Linked DNA regions of Siniperca chuatsi: region 1 is linked to region 2. The links are chromatin contacts, called in public Hi-C maps. All regions are on one chromosome and are shown on one strand. The core of a region is the stretch at or near the end of the contact, and the rest is flanking DNA. Distances in the headings are between cores, read along the strand shown. Region 1 has its middle 21 kb from the start of cbsb. Region 2 holds the start of ankrd10b (ankyrin repeat domain-containing protein 10b).

What was found. A called contact is a pair of places that touch in the nucleus more often than the background predicts.
Region 1: a Hi-C map of skeletal muscle shows a contact between it and region 2, with 11 times the contacts expected there. The contact joins the enhancer-like site here to the promoter of ankrd10b in region 2. A contact is called at or near these places in 2 of 3 Hi-C or Micro-C datasets (liver and skeletal muscle).

The regions. Positions count from the first base shown.
Region 1 is chrLG12:17,965,379-17,970,435 of ASM2008510v1, reverse strand. No RefSeq gene overlaps it. Among protein-coding and RNA genes, the nearest start is that of cbsb, 21 kb to the left of the region's middle. Within about 2 kb of position 3,100, the one cell type or tissue checked has an H3K27ac peak away from gene starts, as active enhancers do. A contact at or near this core is called in liver, where this site is marked.
Region 2 is chrLG12:17,891,794-17,896,758 of ASM2008510v1, reverse strand. ankrd10b (ankyrin repeat domain-containing protein 10b) reads left to right here and starts at 1,479. Exons shown (of 6, transcript XM_044216576.1): 1 at 1,479-1,890; 2 at 2,829-2,981; 3 at 4,036-4,127. The coding sequence starts at 1,693.

The sequences.
Region 1 (5,057 bases), core at 1,851-4,350, 72 kb before region 2:
CTCTCCAGTCTTTGCTGATTTTTCCGCTTTGCCTCCTTGATGCCAGCTTTCAGTCTCGCTCTAGCGGTGTTGTATGCTTCCTTATCACCTGACTGAAAGGCAGCTTTTTTGGCTCTAGATAGAGCCCTCACCTCTCCATTCATCCAGGCTTTCTGATTGGGGAATGATTTTATTGTCTTTGTGATCACCACATCATCAATACATTTTCTATTGTATTAATCATTAAAAATGCTTTTTAAGTTAAGTGTTAGGGTTTTACATTATGTTTACCTTGTAGTTCTAATAGGTATAGAGAGGCCAGACTGAAGGAAGGATTTGACACACAACAAAATCTTAACTCAAGTTCCATTTACAAGCTTTTACCGGATGGTCCCCAGTGTAAGATGTGGATGGCCTCCCTGATCTTTCCCTTGCTGTTCACTGACTTGTGGTCCATGATACTGATCCCTTCCCAGTCAATGCAGTTATTGTTTTTTGTTATTGTGACACAAAATACTTTCTCATACTAAAGCCCTGACAACTGAGCAAACTGGATTGGAAAAAGCTATCTTAAGATCTAGATCTTAAATTAAGATCTTTTTTTTGTTTGGTCAAACTTCTGTTGCTAAGGTTAAAAATGGACTTTCATGCTGAAGGACGTATGATACAGTTAAATATTTACAGTACTTTGCCTGAACCCCCCCCCACTAACTTTAAATAAAATAAACTGACAAGTCTGTTGTTATTGTAATTAATATAAAGTATTGAGCATTACAGCTTTATTATAGATTTGCTGGAAGTTAAGTTAGTTAAGCTTGTTGCTTCTGCAGCTCAGTACAGGCAGGTGGATGAAGCCCTCCACCTAGTGGCTTCAATGTGAAACTTACACAGAGTGATGTGGAAACTTTAACCTCCAGGTCACAAACACTGAGAATGGGCTTCACTCAGTGAAATAGGAGACATCTTCTGTCCAGCAGTAAAACTTTAGAAATGAACAATATTTGCATATTAATAGATTTCAATGAAAGAGAAGGAGAAGTAATTAGTTAGTTAGTTAGTAATTAGATATTCTGTGCAATATCCTCTGTCTCATTATAAATAAGCTACATTTAACTTATCTTGGCAGTTCATGCACTATTACTTTATACCATATTATTATCTTCAACCGGTAAACCCACTTTGTACTTCACACTTATTTTATTTTATATTTATCCCACTTGGTACTTAATTTATTTTCTGACCTGTATTATAGTGCTTTATATATATTTTTTGCTTAGTACTTATATTCCTGTGTGCACTGACGTGATAGTGAGCTGCTGTAGCAAAAGAGTTTCCCCTCGGGGATCAATAGTATTTCTGATTCTGATAATTGAACCTTTCTCTGGAAAAAGCACATCAAAGCAGAGTCGTTTTTATAGGCCTATATCTTAAAAGAAGTCTGGTGGGGATATTTAAGTAATTTCAGTATAATAGAATAGTAAAATGTTCAAAAATGCCCTTTCTCGGATTTAAAAAAAATCACTTGTTCATTGATTTAGCCTATTTTTTTTTTTATTTTTTTTTACCGGGTGTAGTGTCTCAATAGACCAGAGGGAGGCAGTACTGACACACACTGCAGGGGCACGGGCAGTGTAAATTGAAGTGTGTGCATGTGTGTGTTGCATTGACAGTACAGCTCTCTACTTAAACTTAGTGTACCGTCTGTTCAGTTCCTTGGGAGAAAATAGAGTTCAGTGGAGCTTAAGGGCCTTCAGTCAATAATACCATTTATTCTTCATTCAAGTACAACTCGATGCCTTGGTTTTAACACCTCATAGCAGATAGGAAATAAAAGATTCTTTATAAAACTTTTACCACATTTAGCTGATTTTATCCCATTTATATTTTTTGTGATTCTTTTTGCATATTTTACTGATTTCACACCAAATGCTATTTTGAATAGCTTAATAGATTTTGTGAAAAAATGTATCTTTCTGAACATCTGTGAATTTAGCTTAACATGTGTCCAAAATATCTGTCCCTTCTTGTGACAATATTTTTTAAAAATTCCACAAAGCTTTCCCTTTTTCGTAACTATGCTGTTTTCACATTAAGCCCTTAAGAATCTTAATCTCCCAACAATTAGCATGACACTGATAAACTGTGTTTATTAGAGACTTTAAAGTGAGACTATGTAACTAACAACACAATATTCCTCTTACAAATGAAAAGCTAAAGCTTGCACCCTTGCACAATTCAATACACTGCTGCTACAGCCTTACTCGGTCCAGTAGCTAATGTGGGCTAATGTTAGCTAACTTTAGTTAAATCACTGTTGTGTTTTGTTCACCATGCATTTATGAAAATAAACACTCCAGCAAATAATTGTATCATTGATTGTTGAGTTATCTCTTCCATCAAATTAAACAGCTTTTTCTCTGTGTAACTGGTTTACACTGAGTAATTCCTTGCTGCATGATATCCTTTCACAACATCTTATCTCAACAAGGAATTCAACAAATTATTGAAGGTAAATGTCCCAAAATAAAGTTTTATGAGGATGTTTTGCACACTCACAAAAAATTTTGTGGCTCTTTCTAAGGAATTAGTTTTTTCATCGCACCATCATTCCTGATGAGAAAAAAAAAAGAGTTAACTGTTTCAAATGACTTCACAGCTCCAGTGTCACTGAATATTGACTTCACATGGAGGCGACACTCAGGGTGCTGAACTAGAAACTGTAACCATCAACTTAATTATTAAACAGGGCCGCTACAACAGGGCAAACCACTATAACAGCAGATGGAAAACAGCAGACAAAACATCATACTGTCCTTGACTGTCCTCTGTGGTTATCTGATCGGTCAACATCAGCGGGCAGAGACAACATCCCAGGATGACGCTGGTCTTTCCCAGTCATCAACACAGGACTGGATTCACAAGAGTACTTAAATATCTCAGCAGGCATTAACAAACCCAGAGATCTCACTCAACTGCAGTTCCCCTCAGTTCTACAGAGCGTTTTACTGTCTTTCAGCTCATTGTTTCGGTTTTACCAAGCATGTAATCACTGCAGGGAACGGAGTTCACTGAAGATTTCACCCTTGGGTTTTACGGCCGCAACTTTAATGTTTTGATTTACTCTCAAGGTCTCACCACTCTCATCAGTGTTGTTTCCGGGCATGTAGCTGTTTTCAATGAAAAGGCTCTATAAACCCACTGTATGCTACCTGCTCAGCACCAAACAGCAGACAGACACAAGTAGCAACTAACTGTTGAACAAAGTGGAGCATTTAGCAGCTCCTGATATTTCCCTCAGGAGTTGGTAGAGACCAAAAACAGGAACTGAAAGACTTATTTTTTCATAGAGCTGAAGGGAACTGCAGAGTTGGGTAATAATTATTTCTACGTTTGTCACAACGAGCGACACCTTTCATATTATACACTCAGCTGGAGCCAATCCCAGCTGACAATTGGTGAGAGGCGGGGTAGGCCTACACCCTGGACAGGTCACCAGTCAATCACAGGGCTGACACAAACAACCATTCATGCTCACAGTCACACAGGCAATTTAGAGTCACCGATTAACTTGAATGTCTTTGGACTGTGGGAGGAAGCCAGAGTACCTGGAGAAAACTTGCTGTGAGGCAACAGTGCTAACTATGGAAGTGTATACTGGACTATATTCAAATGATAATGTAAACTTGAAAATTAAAATGTAATTCCACAATAGCATTATATTTTTGATGATTGAAATGTCATTTTATGGTAATTGTTGCAATATAGGGCCCCTATAATTATTAAATGATGGGGGGAAAGGGTTACCTAAAGCTAGCTAGCCATATCCTATATAAATCTATAGCTAAAGTATAGCTATATGTTGCAAAATGAATTCATTACTCAAAATTCAAAACTAAAAATTCATCATGTGATATCACGTCTCACTCCACTCAACCATGAAATATGCAGGTTGTGCAACCACTGGAATGAAATGGGGGTTGGGGAGTGTGTCACCTAGTGGCTGGATGTTATCAGTGTTATCAATAGCACCTTTAAGTCTTTGAAAATGAAATGTCAAATGCAGTTTTCATTTTCAAAATTTCATTTTCATTTTGACTTAAATATTGCTAGCATGAATGGAAAATCAGTTTACATTGTTTATAGGACGGTGTAGTCCCTCATTCGTCCAGGAGTGTTCCATCGTAGAAAAGGTTTCAGTCGTAGTCATCTGGACACTGTTTTCAGAATCAAGACGTTTCGGCTCCCATCCGGAAGTCATTCTCAATTGTGAAAAAATTGGACGGGAACTGGAAATTTAAGCTACATTGTTTATATTTAATTTTCAAATTTGAATTAACATTTGACTATTGTCCACTGTACAGCAGGTTACAACTTTGAAAATTAAATGTTAAACAGCTTTTCCATTTTCATTTTAATATAGTCATCGAAAGCCCATATAAGTATGTGAAAATGAATGAATGAATTGCATTTTCATTTTCATTTTTACTCAAATAACACATACACATGTGGAAAATTATAATTCTGTTGTGGAATTACATTTTAATTTTCAAGTTTATATTATCATTTGAATATAGTCCTGTATACGCTTCCATAGATAACCCTGTCTGATTATAGCCACTGTAAGTGAAAGTAGCACGACCATAATGGAGAAATACTCCAGTAAGTTAAGTAAGAACTGGCAGTAAAATTAAGTCATTAAGAAGAAAACACTCTAAATACTAAAATTAGAGGTATAGAAATGGATGAAACTCACAGATCAGGGAAAAGACTAAATGTTTCTCTGGATGTCAAAGCGACTTAATTTTTCCTGCCATTATCCAGTTCAAACTGGTCCTGTCACTCCCTGCCTGTCCACCAGTAGTCCCCAGTCGGCTTCCGCCATTTCCCAGTCACCTGATCCTCACTGCCAGCAGACCTGCCCCCCATTTCCCCTAATCAGCCACTTGGTATATATTTATGTACCTGCTCTTTTTTTTAAAGATAATTTTTTGGCATTTCTGCTTTATTTAGATAGTGACAGCTGGAGAGAGAGACAGGAAAGGCAGGGGAGAGAGAGGGGATGACATGCAGCAAAGGGC
Region 2 (4,965 bases), core at 230-2,729:
ACTGTAAATGGATTATGGGCTGCAGGTGACATTGGCTCACCTTTCTGACAGCGATTTAAATGTGAGAAAAATTAGTCAGACAATGATATGGATATCTTCCAAAGTAAGTCTTTTTAGTAACTTTAATTTGCTCTGTGTTTTCAGTGTTTCCTTGCTGAGCCATGGCAGATGGATAGTAAAATAAAGATGCCATTTAGTACTAAAAAGACTAACTTTATAAAATATCTACTTGATTTGTCAAACTAGATTGCTGAAGCCTCATATTAGCTTTGGTTGAACGTCAGAATTAAATGTTCTTTGTCGCCCATCACTTACACTGAAAGTGCTTTGAGAAGGGATCTGTGTATACTGTAACAGATGGATAGGATGTAATTCCTTTATTTCATGTCTTTTTGGACTTATTATTTTACCGCAAACATTTATTGACATAAATCTTTGGAAAAGCTTCAGGACTATGATCGAGGGGAAAACACAGTACAAGATTTATTCTTTCAGCTTTCCATCTGCAATTTTTTAAATAATAATAATAATTGCCTTGAAATTACTAGTCAATTAATTTCCACCTTAATACCTTTAAATAGGTGATTTAAAAGTAGCTTGACCACACCAAATTGTGAATTCAGTCAAAAACTTACCTGGCAGTTACTGCTACTCTGCTAAGCTAACGTTAGGCTAGTTTAGCAGGACGAGTTTGACTGTTTTTATTCTCCATGACTGGATTTAGCTTCTGCCTTATTTATGTGGAATAACAACTAAATTACCAAGATGTTAGTTTACCGAAATTGATATATTTATAACAGTTATGGGGCTTTAGTCAAGGCTATCTGTGGCTCTCTCTAGCTAGCTGGAACAGGAATTGGCTCTCTTGCTTTAGCTGTGTAGTTGACCGTTTAGTTTTGGTTTGTTGTAACTACACATTTAACATAGTTTTATTATACATTTATCTGGCAAAATAAATGTCAACAAGTCCGATTTTGGTCTTAACTAACTTAGCGAACTAAATATAGTTACTGCATTTTGGCTTTGTAAGGCAGAATAGCATGTAGAAAGGTAATTCCGGAAGATGGCGGTAAAGCTCCTCAAAGCTGTTTGCTAACCGCCAAAAACGCCATAAGGTGAATAAGAAAAATCAGAAAATCAGAAGGAAAAGGGCACTGTATGGAAGAAAATCATAATTAACCTAGTCAATAATAATGACTAGGTTAATGGAACACGGGAAGTATTCAACAGAGAAAGGACATGATGGAAGAAATGAAAAGATCTGGGCTAAGAGGAGCAGGATTAAAGAGCGTACTGGAGTTTGGATGAAGTGGACAAGGCAGAACATGTTTGGAGATGGGAAAAATCTGACAAACCGGACACTGGAGTTAAGATGAGTAAAATGGCGGTAATGCAACACAAGCGATGTCAACTGCCGTTAAATGTGAAAGAAGAAGAAGAAGAACAAAAGTCAGGAATGTGAAATCCAGCCCACAGTTTGCAGCTTACTCGGCGTTTCTCAAGTTTCACTTCGGCGCGTGCTCTGCCCTGGCCCCTGTCTGCTTTGTGTTGTCAGGCAGAAAGAAAGACAGGCAGGGTGGCGTGTGTCCTGAAATACAGGCACCCCCATCGGCGACCAGAATAAAACAATAGCTAGTCATTTTGCTGTCTGTTCTAAGGTAGTTAGGTATTACTTAGCTCCGTTTTGCTACAATGTCGGTGGGATTGGAGTCTGGATTCTCGAGCGAGGAGGTCTTAAACAGCCGCTTCCCTCTCCATCGGGCATGCAGGGATGGAGATGTCGGTGCCTTGTGCTCCCTCCTTCAGTGCACCGCAAACCCGGCTGACCTGACGGTGGAGGACACCTTCTACGGCTGGACGCCCATACACTGGGGCGCTCATTTCGGAAAGGTACCTAGTTTGCTGGGTGTTTTACGGGTTAGGTTTTCTCTCAATGGACATTTTGGTGAAACGGTGAAAATGAGCGCCAGCGCTCTCCGACATGAGCCTAGTCTCGGCCATTTCCTGATGTTTGCCTTAACAGTTAGCTGATGAGAGTAAAAAGCAGCCATCGTTAACTGGAGGCAGACAATGGGCTATAAACGTGAAATTGGTAACGTTACTGCTCTATAGCTAACGGATTTTTCATAATTTGTACCAGTCTGCATTACATTTTAGGTATGTTTTGCGAGCAAAAAGCTTACGTTGAGCGGTAACAATATTTAACATTAACGTAACTTAATGGCCGTTGGATGAGACGCTGACAAAAGAACCCGGAACGTTATGAGAAAAATGAACGTTAGTTAGCTTAACTAACGTTAGTTAACGTAAACGAAAATAACGGTACTGATATTACCAAACACTTAGCTAACGTTAAAATAATTTAAAACCAGGTGATATCTGAGCACAAAACTGAAGTAGCTTAATGGTCAGTCATTAATTTTCCGTTTATTTCTGTAATCTTTTTCTAAAGCTTTAATGTTACATTAAAAACGTGTGGCTGATTTAAAAGCAACGTCCCACTTAATCCCACTTTCAACATTAATGACTCATTTCTAACTAAATGTGTATTGACCTTAAAACGCGCACATACTTGTGCTAAGATTTGTTTTACACTAACTACACGTTGGGAAGGGCAGGCTTACAGTTTGCGCGGAAATTGGATGCATGCCCACAGCAAGAGCTATGAAGGCTCAGACTGGAGCAGGCCACACAATGGTGTTGCATTTTTGCCTCTAACCAGCTACTGTACTACACTTGTCTATACCTGCCCAATGTCTTCTTTGAAAGCAATGAATGAAACACTGCACATATCTTATAATCTGTGTCTATGCATTGTCTCTTCACAGTTGGAGTGTGTGATGCGTCTGGTTCAGGTGGGCTGTGGTGTAAATGCGGTGACCTCCAGGTTTGCACAGACGCCCACCCACATTGCTGCATTTGGGGGCCACCCTGAGTGCTTGTTATGGCTACTCCAAGCTGGTGCAGATATTAACAGACAGGTACAACATCAGATGCACACTCAACACATGCCTGCAGTTCAGTTTGACACTTTGAAAGTCACCCAACTTCTCAAGCAAGTTTACAGGAATTTTCCTTGTTAACATTTCCTGGAGAAATGCGTGTAAACATGATCTTTCACTGACAGCTACAAAGAAAACAGCACATTACAAAGGGACTGTAGACTATATGTGACTCAACATTTAACAACAAATCACAAAAATCACTTTCACATAAAAAAACCCTCATATTTATGTAGGCATAGGTAGGCATGTGTGAGTGAAAAGAGTAGCGCAGTGTGAGAGATTGAGCTCAGACTGATCCCATCAAGGAGGATCCCTCTAAAGTGGGGTCACGGCCCTCGCAGTGTTTATCTATCGCATTTTCTGAGAGTGCATTTGCTCTCAGACTGTTATGCGTTGTACTCGTCACGTCTTTTCCACTTTGTGTATTTTCATGCACAGACTTCATAGACTGGGGCTATATTTAATGCTCCGCTGCACTGCTGAGAGAAATCAGATTAGTAGGTCACGATGACATAATCATGAAACACATTTCTAACAATTGGCTTTAAATTTGCTCAGCATATGTTGAAATAAACACCTGGGGAAATTCTAGTATTTGTGACCTTCCCTCCTCTTGGATTCATAATATTTTGACTTGGCTGGTTTTGGACAGTAGAATAGCTCAGGATTTGATCACGGCCCACATTACATTGTGGTTAGAGACAGCCTTCTGCTGTATGCTTCCCCCCCCCCCCTTCCATCTGCACTCTTACTAATGTGCAACTGTAAATGTGCGTGGGCGGTGGTGAAGTCTGGGTGAAAAGTTCAGGCTCTGCCCTGTTATCGTTCTGGAGTCTGTTTTTTTAACCTTGGAAATGTAGAAAGAGGCAGTTAGGGAGCGTATATTTGATTAAATACTTAACTCATATATATATATATATATATATATATATATATATATATATATATATATATATATATATATATATATATATATATAAATACAGTCATGCTTTTCTGTGTGTAACTGCAGTCTTTTGTCATCACGCAGGACTATGTGGGCGAGACGCCCATCCACAAGGCTGCTCGTGCGGGCAGCCTGGAATGTATCAACGCTCTCTTGATTCAGGGAGCGAAAGCTGAGTAAGTCCTTTGATCAGATCTGTGTCTTCATTTCTTTTCCTCTGTACTATCCAACATCTCAGTTACACCTTTACAAGGGATCGCCACCAAACTAAAATCGAAGCACTGATGAAATTTACATGCTAGATTTAAATGTGGTTTCTACAGTGTTGCAAATAAAGTCAGAGGATCTGCAAGTTAACCCTACAGATCTGAACATTATATTAAACAAATATCAATTTTAAGACACATGCAAATATGAGAACTTTTAAGTAATTTGGAACATTACAATTTTTGATACTATGGCTAAATCACTTTAGGCTGTATACTAGGTATAACTGTAAACAGTGCTGGACATCATATTGTAAAAATTTGAGCATAAGAAAAGACCAAATTGAGTGCAGAAGTAGTCTTTTTAAAGATCCATACAGTAAAACACCACCTTGTCCTGCTAATTCAATTCTGGTGTTAAAATTATATGTCAAAGAATTGTGTGAAACATTTATATCTCTTCCTCCAGTGGCATTTAATTAATGATTGTGGTGCAGTTTAATAAATAGCAAGGAATTTGAACTCAAGAGTTGATTTTTAGCTAGCTTGAAACTTTTCTTGTTTACAAGACAAAATACATTTTAATCACTCCAGCTTAAAACTGTTTGATCATGAGATGTGTTGTTAAATATTAATATAATTGGTGGTGCTCCCTTGAAAATGTGACAGATTTTGTTAATCCTTGAAATTGTTGTTTATTATTGCAACAATTCGCGTTAAGTGGCCCTCTGTGTGTAATAATATTAGCAAAGACATATTTGGTTCTTAGAGAATTGTTTATATATAATTTCATTTACATGCAGCAAAC